Linked DNA regions of Mus musculus: region 1 is linked to region 2. Evidence: chromatin contacts called from public ChIA-PET data. All regions are on one chromosome and are shown on one strand. Each heading gives the region's core, a stretch centred on a gene start, on an enhancer-like site or on the middle of the called end of the contact. The rest is flanking DNA. Distances are from core to core; before and after follow the strand shown.

Evidence for each region. ChIA-PET counts read pairs in DNA pulled down with a chosen protein or histone mark.
Region 1: an RNA polymerase II ChIA-PET map of effector CD8 T cells shows a contact between it and region 2, with 38 read pairs. The contact joins two enhancer-like sites. A contact is called at or near these places in 1 of 484 Hi-C or Micro-C datasets (the HPC-7 cell line) and 4 of 115 datasets of contacts at active chromatin or transcription factors (astrocytes, effector CD8 T cells, embryonic hindbrain and 1 more).

What each region holds. Positions count from the first base shown.
Region 1 is chr6:55,013,186-55,017,197 of GRCm38.p6, reverse strand. No RefSeq gene overlaps it. Among named protein-coding and RNA genes, the nearest start is that of Gm38539, 13 kb to the right of the region's middle. Within about 2 kb of position 1,292, at least 80 of the 459 cell types and tissues checked have an H3K27ac peak or open chromatin away from gene starts, as enhancers often do. A contact at or near this core is called in effector CD8 T cells, where this site is marked.
Region 2 is chr6:54,735,190-54,739,179 of GRCm38.p6, reverse strand. No RefSeq gene overlaps it. Among named protein-coding and RNA genes, the nearest start is that of Mturn, 56 kb to the right of the region's middle. Within about 2 kb of position 1,704, at least 94 of the 459 cell types and tissues checked have an H3K27ac peak or open chromatin away from gene starts, as enhancers often do. A contact at or near this core is called in effector CD8 T cells, where this site is marked.

The DNA of each region.
Region 1 (4,012 bases), core at 43-2,542, 280 kb before region 2:
CCAGTGTAGCGCTGCCCCCTAGTGGAAATAATGTTGTCTAACATGGTTCAGCATGACTGGCTGCCAGGGATACTCCTAGGCGAGGGAAGAAATGAAAGGAAAAGAAAGTGGAAAGGCTTACATGGTGTGTATTTCCCGGTATTCATTTGGGCAGCACTAGGAATTGAATCTAGGGGCCCTGGCATGCCAGGAACGCACTCTACCACACTCCATGTGTCGCATATTCTCCCCCTTTGTTGCTGCCACCGTTGTTTGGTTTTTGATACAGGGTCTTGCTATCTATGTAGCTCAGGCTGGCCTGGAGCTCTGAATCCCCCCACCTCCCCCGCTTCACCTAACCCAAATCTTCTCAAGGTCTTTTGGCATGTTTCCTTGTATGCATATTTCCTTTGTTACAATGAGCTTACCCCTGACTTCCCATCCTACAGTGCTTCAGATGATGACTAAACTTCATCTAGCTGTCTGCAGGACTTAAAGGACAGCATCACAGGGCTCTTGAGAGTGGAGAGGGGTGTTGTTTGACATCCCACGCCTGCTGGGACCTGAGATGGGGCTGGCCCCATGCCCTTTGCTGAAATGCAGGCTGCTGATTTGGGATCAAGGTGAAAAAAAGCAACTAAGTAGGAGCTCTGGTAAATTCCCTCCCTCCATCCTGAGAACGCCAGGGGAGGAGCATGGGTGGGAGTGGCTTGCAGTCTACACAGCTTGCTTTGATCTTGTGCAATGTAGCCGGCCCACCTTAATCTGAGGTTGTGCCTAACACAGCTCCCTACTTTATGGAAGCTCTAGTCACGAGAGCCAGCAGGTGGCAGCCTCCAAGTGCGCCTTCTTGCTGAAGAACAGGGAATATGCATGCGCTAAGTGGATTATTATTCAGACACAAAGAGGAAGTGAATGTTGTTACACAAATACACAGAAGGAGCCTTGAGGACATATGCCAAGTGACATAAATCACATACAAAAAGACAATCATCACATAATTTCATTTACATGGTATGCTGGCTAGTTTAAGGTCAATTTGACAGCTAGAGTCATCTGAGAGGAGGGAGACTTGATTGAGAAAATGCCTCTGTAAAATCAGGCTGCAGGCAAGCCTGTGGGGCAGTTTCTTAGTGATTGAGGTGAGAGGGCCAGCTCCCTGTGGGTGGCACTACCCCTGAGCTGATGGTCTTGGGTTCAATAAGAAAGCAGGTTGAACAAAACATGAGGGGCAAGCCTGTAAGCAGGACTCCTCCAAGGCCTGTGCATCAGCTCCTGCCCCCCCAGGTTTCTGCCCAGCCTGAGTTTCCTGTCTTGGCTTCCCTCTGTGATGGGGTGTGACCTGGTAGTGTGAGCAAAATAAACCCTTTTCTCCCCAAGTTGCTTTTGGTCCTGGTGATTCATCAAAGCAATAGAAACCCCAACTCAAGCATATGAGGTATTTAAAGTGGTCAAGTTCATAGAAGCGGAAAGTAGAATGCAGGCAACTGAGAGCTAAGGAAGGTTCTAACACCCAGATGCATGGTCTGCTGCCTCCTAGCATCTGTGGCTTCAGATGAGGGGACAGCTGAATATAGAGGAAAGTCAAAGTAATAGAATTGATGTTGCGAGGGATTTGCAAATATTTTTGCTTAGAAGACATTAGAATTCTGGAGCTGACCAGTTCCAGAGTGCTGCTATTAAAGGCATTTGAAACCACAGTTGGTCATGTTTGTTTCTCTTAACTAAACTATAGCCTGCAACCATGCTAGCCCTGAAAGTTACAGGAGCCTCAAAAGAATTATGGGAATGCCAGAGGGGAACAAAAGAGACACTAGACTTGTCCTCCAGCTAGGTACAGGCTAATTAGGATGCTGAATGCAAAATGGGTCCAAATGGCTTTTAAAAATTGTGTTTATGATGCAGCCCAGTGTGAGAACTCCTCAGTGGTCTGATGTCCTGCTGCTTAAACGATGCTAAGTGCTTTATCTCAAGCCAGTATCCAGTGGATGATAACTGCATCAAAAACACCAAGCCAGGAATGTGGTTCATGCCTGAATCTGAGCCATCCTCAGAACAAGGGGACCTGAGCAGGTCCTTCCGTTTGTGTGGTAAACACTTCACCAGCTGAGCCACCTCCCAGGCCCCACCTCACTACTGGATAACTCACTACTTTCGCAACTGCTTTGCTTCTCTGGTGACTTCTCTGGTGGTTTGAATGAGAATGGCTCCTACAGGTTCTTACCTTAGAACACTTGGCCTTCAGTTGATGAAACTGTTTTAGGAATTACTGGGAGGTGTGGCCTTGTCGGAGAAGGTTTGTCGATGGGGCAGGTGATGAGCTTTGGGGTTTCAAAAGCCCATACCAGGCCCAGTCTTGCTGTCTCTCCGCATCCAAATTGCCAATAAGATATAAGCTCTCAGCTACTGCTTCAGCGCCATGCCTGCCCACCTGCTGCCATGTGCCCTGCCATGATGACCACAGACTCACCCTCTGAAACTGTAAGCAATCCCCTATTTAAATGCTTCCTTGTATGAGTTGCTTTGGTCATGGTATCTCTTAAACAGTAACCAAGACAGTGGCATCTGTATATGATGGATGTCCTTCACACGTGAGTGCCCATGGTGCTTTAAACTAAACTCTCTGAAACATTCTTTGTACGTTAATGGCAACATGAAAGATGGGGGAGTCTAATTGAGAAGGGGGTTAAGGTGTAGACCGTACAGAATTGTGGCACCTATAGGATACACAGGAGAGATGTGGTGAAGAGGAAAGAGAAAGGCAGAAAGGAAGACTGTGGAAGGTGTGTCACCCAGGGGCACACAAGATAAAATGCTGAGTCATCACAATGTTGTCCATACTGCCTTCTCAGGGTAGCTGGGAAGGAGGAGGAAGAGAGAGGACTAAGCAGAGTTGCTAGAACCTTCCATGGGGGTGGTCTTAGTCAAGGTTAAGATGCCTGTGATGAAACACCAGGAACAAAAGCAAGTTGGGGAGGAAAGGGCTTACTCGCTGTACACTTCCATGTGTCAGTTTAGTCACTGAAGGAAGGCAGAATGGGAACTAAACAGGACAGGAACCTGAAAACAGGAGCTGATGCAGAGGTCATGGAGGGGTGCTGTTTACTGGATTGCTCCCCATGATTTTCTCAGTCTGCTTTCTTCTAGGACCCAGGTCCACAGCCCAGGAATGGCACCACCCATAATGGGCTAGGCTGTCCCTCATCAATAATTAAGAAAATGCCATACAGGAGGCATTTTCTCAAGGAGGCTTACTCCTCTCTGATGACTTCAGCGTGTGTCAAGTTGACAAAACTCTCCAGCACAGGGATGCTACAGTGTGAGACTAAAAAGACACGGAAAGGAACCGGGCCATGATGAATTGTAAGAAGGAACAAGCAAGCTTATTTTTATCACATTTAAGTGTGTTGGTTGACTTGAAAGAGTTCCCATTTCAGAAATCCTAAGAGCATAGTCTAACTTGAAACTGATGGCATACAACAGAGTGTGGCCTGAGAAGGAGGTGGTGAACCTGGGAGTCAGGCAGTTACAGGGCCTCAAAGAAGGGCCTTAGTCCATCTTGGTAGGCAAGCACATGCAGGACTCAGGGCTCTGGGTTGCCACAGTTAAGAGGTACAGGAGGCACAATGTGTCGATGACTTTAGCAGGTAATGAAGAGAAGGGGAACGGTTGGTGAAGGTTGTGATGAGGCTAAGAAGAAGAGACAGACAGAGAAGTTAGCGGGAGAAACTGATGTGTGGGTTAGAGGTGGAAGTGTATGAGGCAGTGTAGGGTAAATCGGTGGGGCAGGGGGCATGGCTATTGCATAGGGCTGGGTTTGCTACTTAGTTAGGGTTATCTATGGTTTTTAGTGCTTGGGTTTTTGTGATAGTCTCTTTATGCAGCCCAGGCAGAACTAAAGCTCACTGGGCTGCTCCTGATGCCCTTGATTGGCACAGCCACACTCAGTGGGAACCCCTAAAGTCACCAAGCCAGCACAGCTGCTTGACAAAGAGTCCCCCAAAGCCGAGCTGAGTGACACAGTCACCATGCA
Region 2 (3,990 bases), core at 455-2,954:
CCCAGGTGAGGAGTCAGGGAATAAGGGCTTGCAAGGATGAGAATCACTGATTTGTGGCCAGCGGGGCAACCAGGGACCTTCTGAAACACCGAGGAAAACGAACCTCAAGTTTGCTCCACGAAGGACTGAGGGAGCAGGGGTAGAGATGGAGGGTAGTGGGTGGGGGTGGGGGTGGTGGCACTCTGAGGGCAGCTTCCTTCTTGGAGGTTGGTACTCAGTCTAGTCTTACCATCTTCTTTACTTACTTTCTCAGTAGTTTGCCTTCCTCTTTAGTTCCGCCAGAAGCCCCAAGGGAAGATTTTAATGGCTCAGCTCAAGTCCTATGTCCATTTCTGAATCAATCACCACGTCTGTGTCAGCTCACATGCCCATCCTTAGAGCCAGGATGCCATCAGTAGATGAAATCAACTGTTATAAGGCTGTCCTCATAAAGAGCTGACAAAGAGCAGGAAGCATGCCTCCACTGTGTTTCTCCTCATGGGCCAATGGCACTCTCCTTCAGGACTTATGTCTGACATCACAGCTCCTTTGGAGTGTCTAGAAGCTGCTTCATGAGGCTGAGTAGGTTACTGATGCTCAGTGGTGTCTGAAGAGGAAACTCCACAAGGCAGCTCAAGGCTTTCTGAAGTGAGGGTTCTTGCTTTTCCCCCTCACCGAACACGAGTAGCCTTCACATTCATGCCTGCTTTGGCTCCTGCCGACCCTCCCTCCAGGTCCTGCTTATTTTTTTCCCTGGAACTCTAACTCTCTCTCTCTCTCTCTCTCTCTCTCTCTCTCTCTCTCTCTCTCTCTCTCTCAGATAACTCCCATGTAACCTTCCTTAGGGTCACTTTTTCTTCCTCAAAAGTTAGGATAAATTCTTCCTGCTACAGGCTTCCAGGGAGCTCCATCCTTCCCCTCGTTGAACACATCACCCTAATGTGATTATGTCTCATGATCCATCTTCTCTCCTGCTGTACCATTATTGAAGTGAGAATGGAGAAAGTCCTGTTTTGTGACACCACCCAGTTCTCCAACATCCAAACTATCATGCAATTCACTTTGATTCTAATACTAGCCAGAAAGTGAGAGAGTGTGTAGCTCTGCTGAGTTGAAATTCCACAAGTACCCCCTCTTGAACTGACAATCACAAGCCAGGGCATCCATAGTCTCACTGACAGGGTATAAAATCAGAGGTTCCCATCAGCCACTTCTCCTAGAACACCTCACAGGGCTTAGAGAAACTTAACTTCCGTTGTGTGGTTAGCATAGAAGACACTAAGGAGTGACACAAGGAGTGGATGAGTCACACAAGCACAATTCTACAAGGTCTCATCAGGTATGAAAGCTTTGCCCGTGTGGTTAGGGTGCATTTGCCAGTCACTTCCTTGTTGAGATCTCTATAGCTCTCAGTCTTCAGCTCTGACCTTCTCTATGCTGATGGAAGCTTTGGTGGGTGGCACTGAAACTTCCAAGGTCTCTTTAGTCACTAGACCGAATCTTAAGTCTATCTAGGGATCTCACCCCAAGTCACCTCATTAGTATAAACATGATCGAGATGCAAAGGAATGCATTATGAATAATGAACATAGCTATCATAAAATCCTAAGGAAGTCATGAGGAGCTCAGAACAAACGGGACACACTGGTCACTGTAACAGCTGTTTCCCTGTACCTACTACAATGCTTGGCACACAATAGGCATGCAGTATATGTTTTGCCACATGCATGAATGAGCTAACAAATTCATCATTTCCTTCAAGCCCAGGAAGTGTTCATGTGGGTGTGCCATAGCCCAGGCTAAGCCCTCTGTGTGGGTAACTGCAAAGGCTTTGTGCCAGCCCCCATCAGTTTCTCGGGTGGGTTTATGAATGTCTTTAGTGCCCATGATGGTTTGTTAATGGAACCCAGGAGAAGCAGTAGTCCAGGGGACAAAGGTGACAAAGGCTGCCTTATTCCCAGGCCAGCCTAGCAGCTCTTCTTTCTCCTACTGGGAAAAGAGCCATAGACAGGTTTCTAGGAACTGCACTGGCAACCTGAGGGCCACCTGGAAGGCAGCACTAATCGGGTTGGGCAGCCCTTAATAGGAGGAAGACCCACCCCACCCCCATCCTGCTCCCTGCTTCTTTCATCTTCTTCTAAGAAACTGGTTCCTAAGAGTGGAATAATATAATTCCCATTAATGAGTCCTTATCAGTAGTTCAGTAGTTAGGGAATGGTAGGAGATAGACTGTGGCCATACTAATGATTCTATTAATGAGTCTATTCTGCCTCTTTCCCATCTGTTGCCTACATTCAAAAAAGATATTTCTGTTATTATTAAAGGATACACACACACACATACATACACACACACACACACACACACACATCCTTACCCTCACAAGTGAGCAAACAGGATTTGTTTTATTGACAGTAATGCTCAAATACTTACAATCTTGATATAGTTCTATCTAATATATATACATTTTGAATATATTTTCATCCATTTATAGAAATGAAAATAAATGTTCAAAAATCCCCAAATTATAATCTTTCACATTTTCACATGTATATTTTTCTTCTAAGAATTCAAAACTTACCTTTAAAGGTCAATATATGCTATAATCCATGTTTGTGGAATGTTCGAGTGAAAATTATACAAATGAAATTATTTTAGAAAAAAAAAAACTCTAGCATTTCATGTCCATCTAATTGCTAAGTCAAGAAACGTGGCATCGTTATGTTAAGAGTTGCAGGAAAATGTTTTGAGTTAGCATTGCAGAAGTTTCCCAGTTGTCACTTGCATCTATGTAAATTCCGTGTCAATCTGTGACCACCCCAGACCCAACACCAGGAACTGAAACGCGAAGGAGAAGTGAAGCCTCCTCCTCCTCCTCCACGGGACCGACACTGTTGTTTGAGGATCTGCATCTCTGCTACTTAAGAAAGATATGACAAAGCTTGTCACTTCCTGTTTTCTGAGTTCTTTTGCTGTTCAGATCTTCCTTCCACCCCGAGAACCGTGCCTGCCTAAGTGAGCAGTGGCTGAAGTCCCAAGCCCCCCTGGTGTCTCCAGGCCATCCCTTTTGTCTCTAGGTATTACAGGACTTTCCCTGGGGAGATGTGCAAAAATCTCTTTTCTGCAGATACAGCACCAACGAAGCAAACAAACAATTCTATCCAGGGCCAGCTAGATGAATCAGTGAGTTTACTGAGGTAACCTACAGGGACATGGAGAGCTAAGCAGCTGGACCAAAAACCCTCCCTAAGCATGGGAGCCAGTTCAATAGAGCTACATTATGGGAGTCTCATCTCAGTTAACCTTCTATCTCCTACATAATTTAACAGCCCACCCAACAAGGTCCTTAGCAGCTGGAGCAGGATCATGTGCAGCTGGAGGCTGGAAAGCAAGAATGGCTAAAATCTCAGTGAGGGTCTGATGATGCCCCCTTCTCGGAGGGGATGTTATGGAACCAATCTTATAAGGGTTTCATGTGCATGACAGCAATGGCCATGCCAGTCCAGGAGACAGAGTTCTATCACATTAGGACATACAGCATGTCCATATATAGAAATCTAGAGCTCAAAGACATAAGGGGTGCTGGTCACAATAGTAGCTGCCTAGTATCTTGGGCCAGATCCTGAGAAATGGAAGGACCGTGTTCTTTAACATATTCTGTAAGTGGCAGATAGTGCCGATATTTGGTTTTGCACATGACATGGTCTCCATTGCAATTGCTCAACTCTGCTGTAGTGCAGCAACCAAAGGCACTTCCCAAGTCAGTCAGTGCATGCTCTGTGGTGCAATAGAACTGCATTTACCTGTGCAGCTGGATCTGATCCAATTAGCTCTTGGTTGCTATAACTAACAATGGCTCTGGGTAGAGCCTCTCCTTCCCATGCAGACAGTAGCTGGGGCTGCAATCCTTCTAGAGCAAGGTATCTGAAAATGAATGAAACCATTGCGTTCACTGGAGCAACTTTATCCAGTGTTCTGTGGCTGTGATGGGCCCACTGCTCTTCATGACTA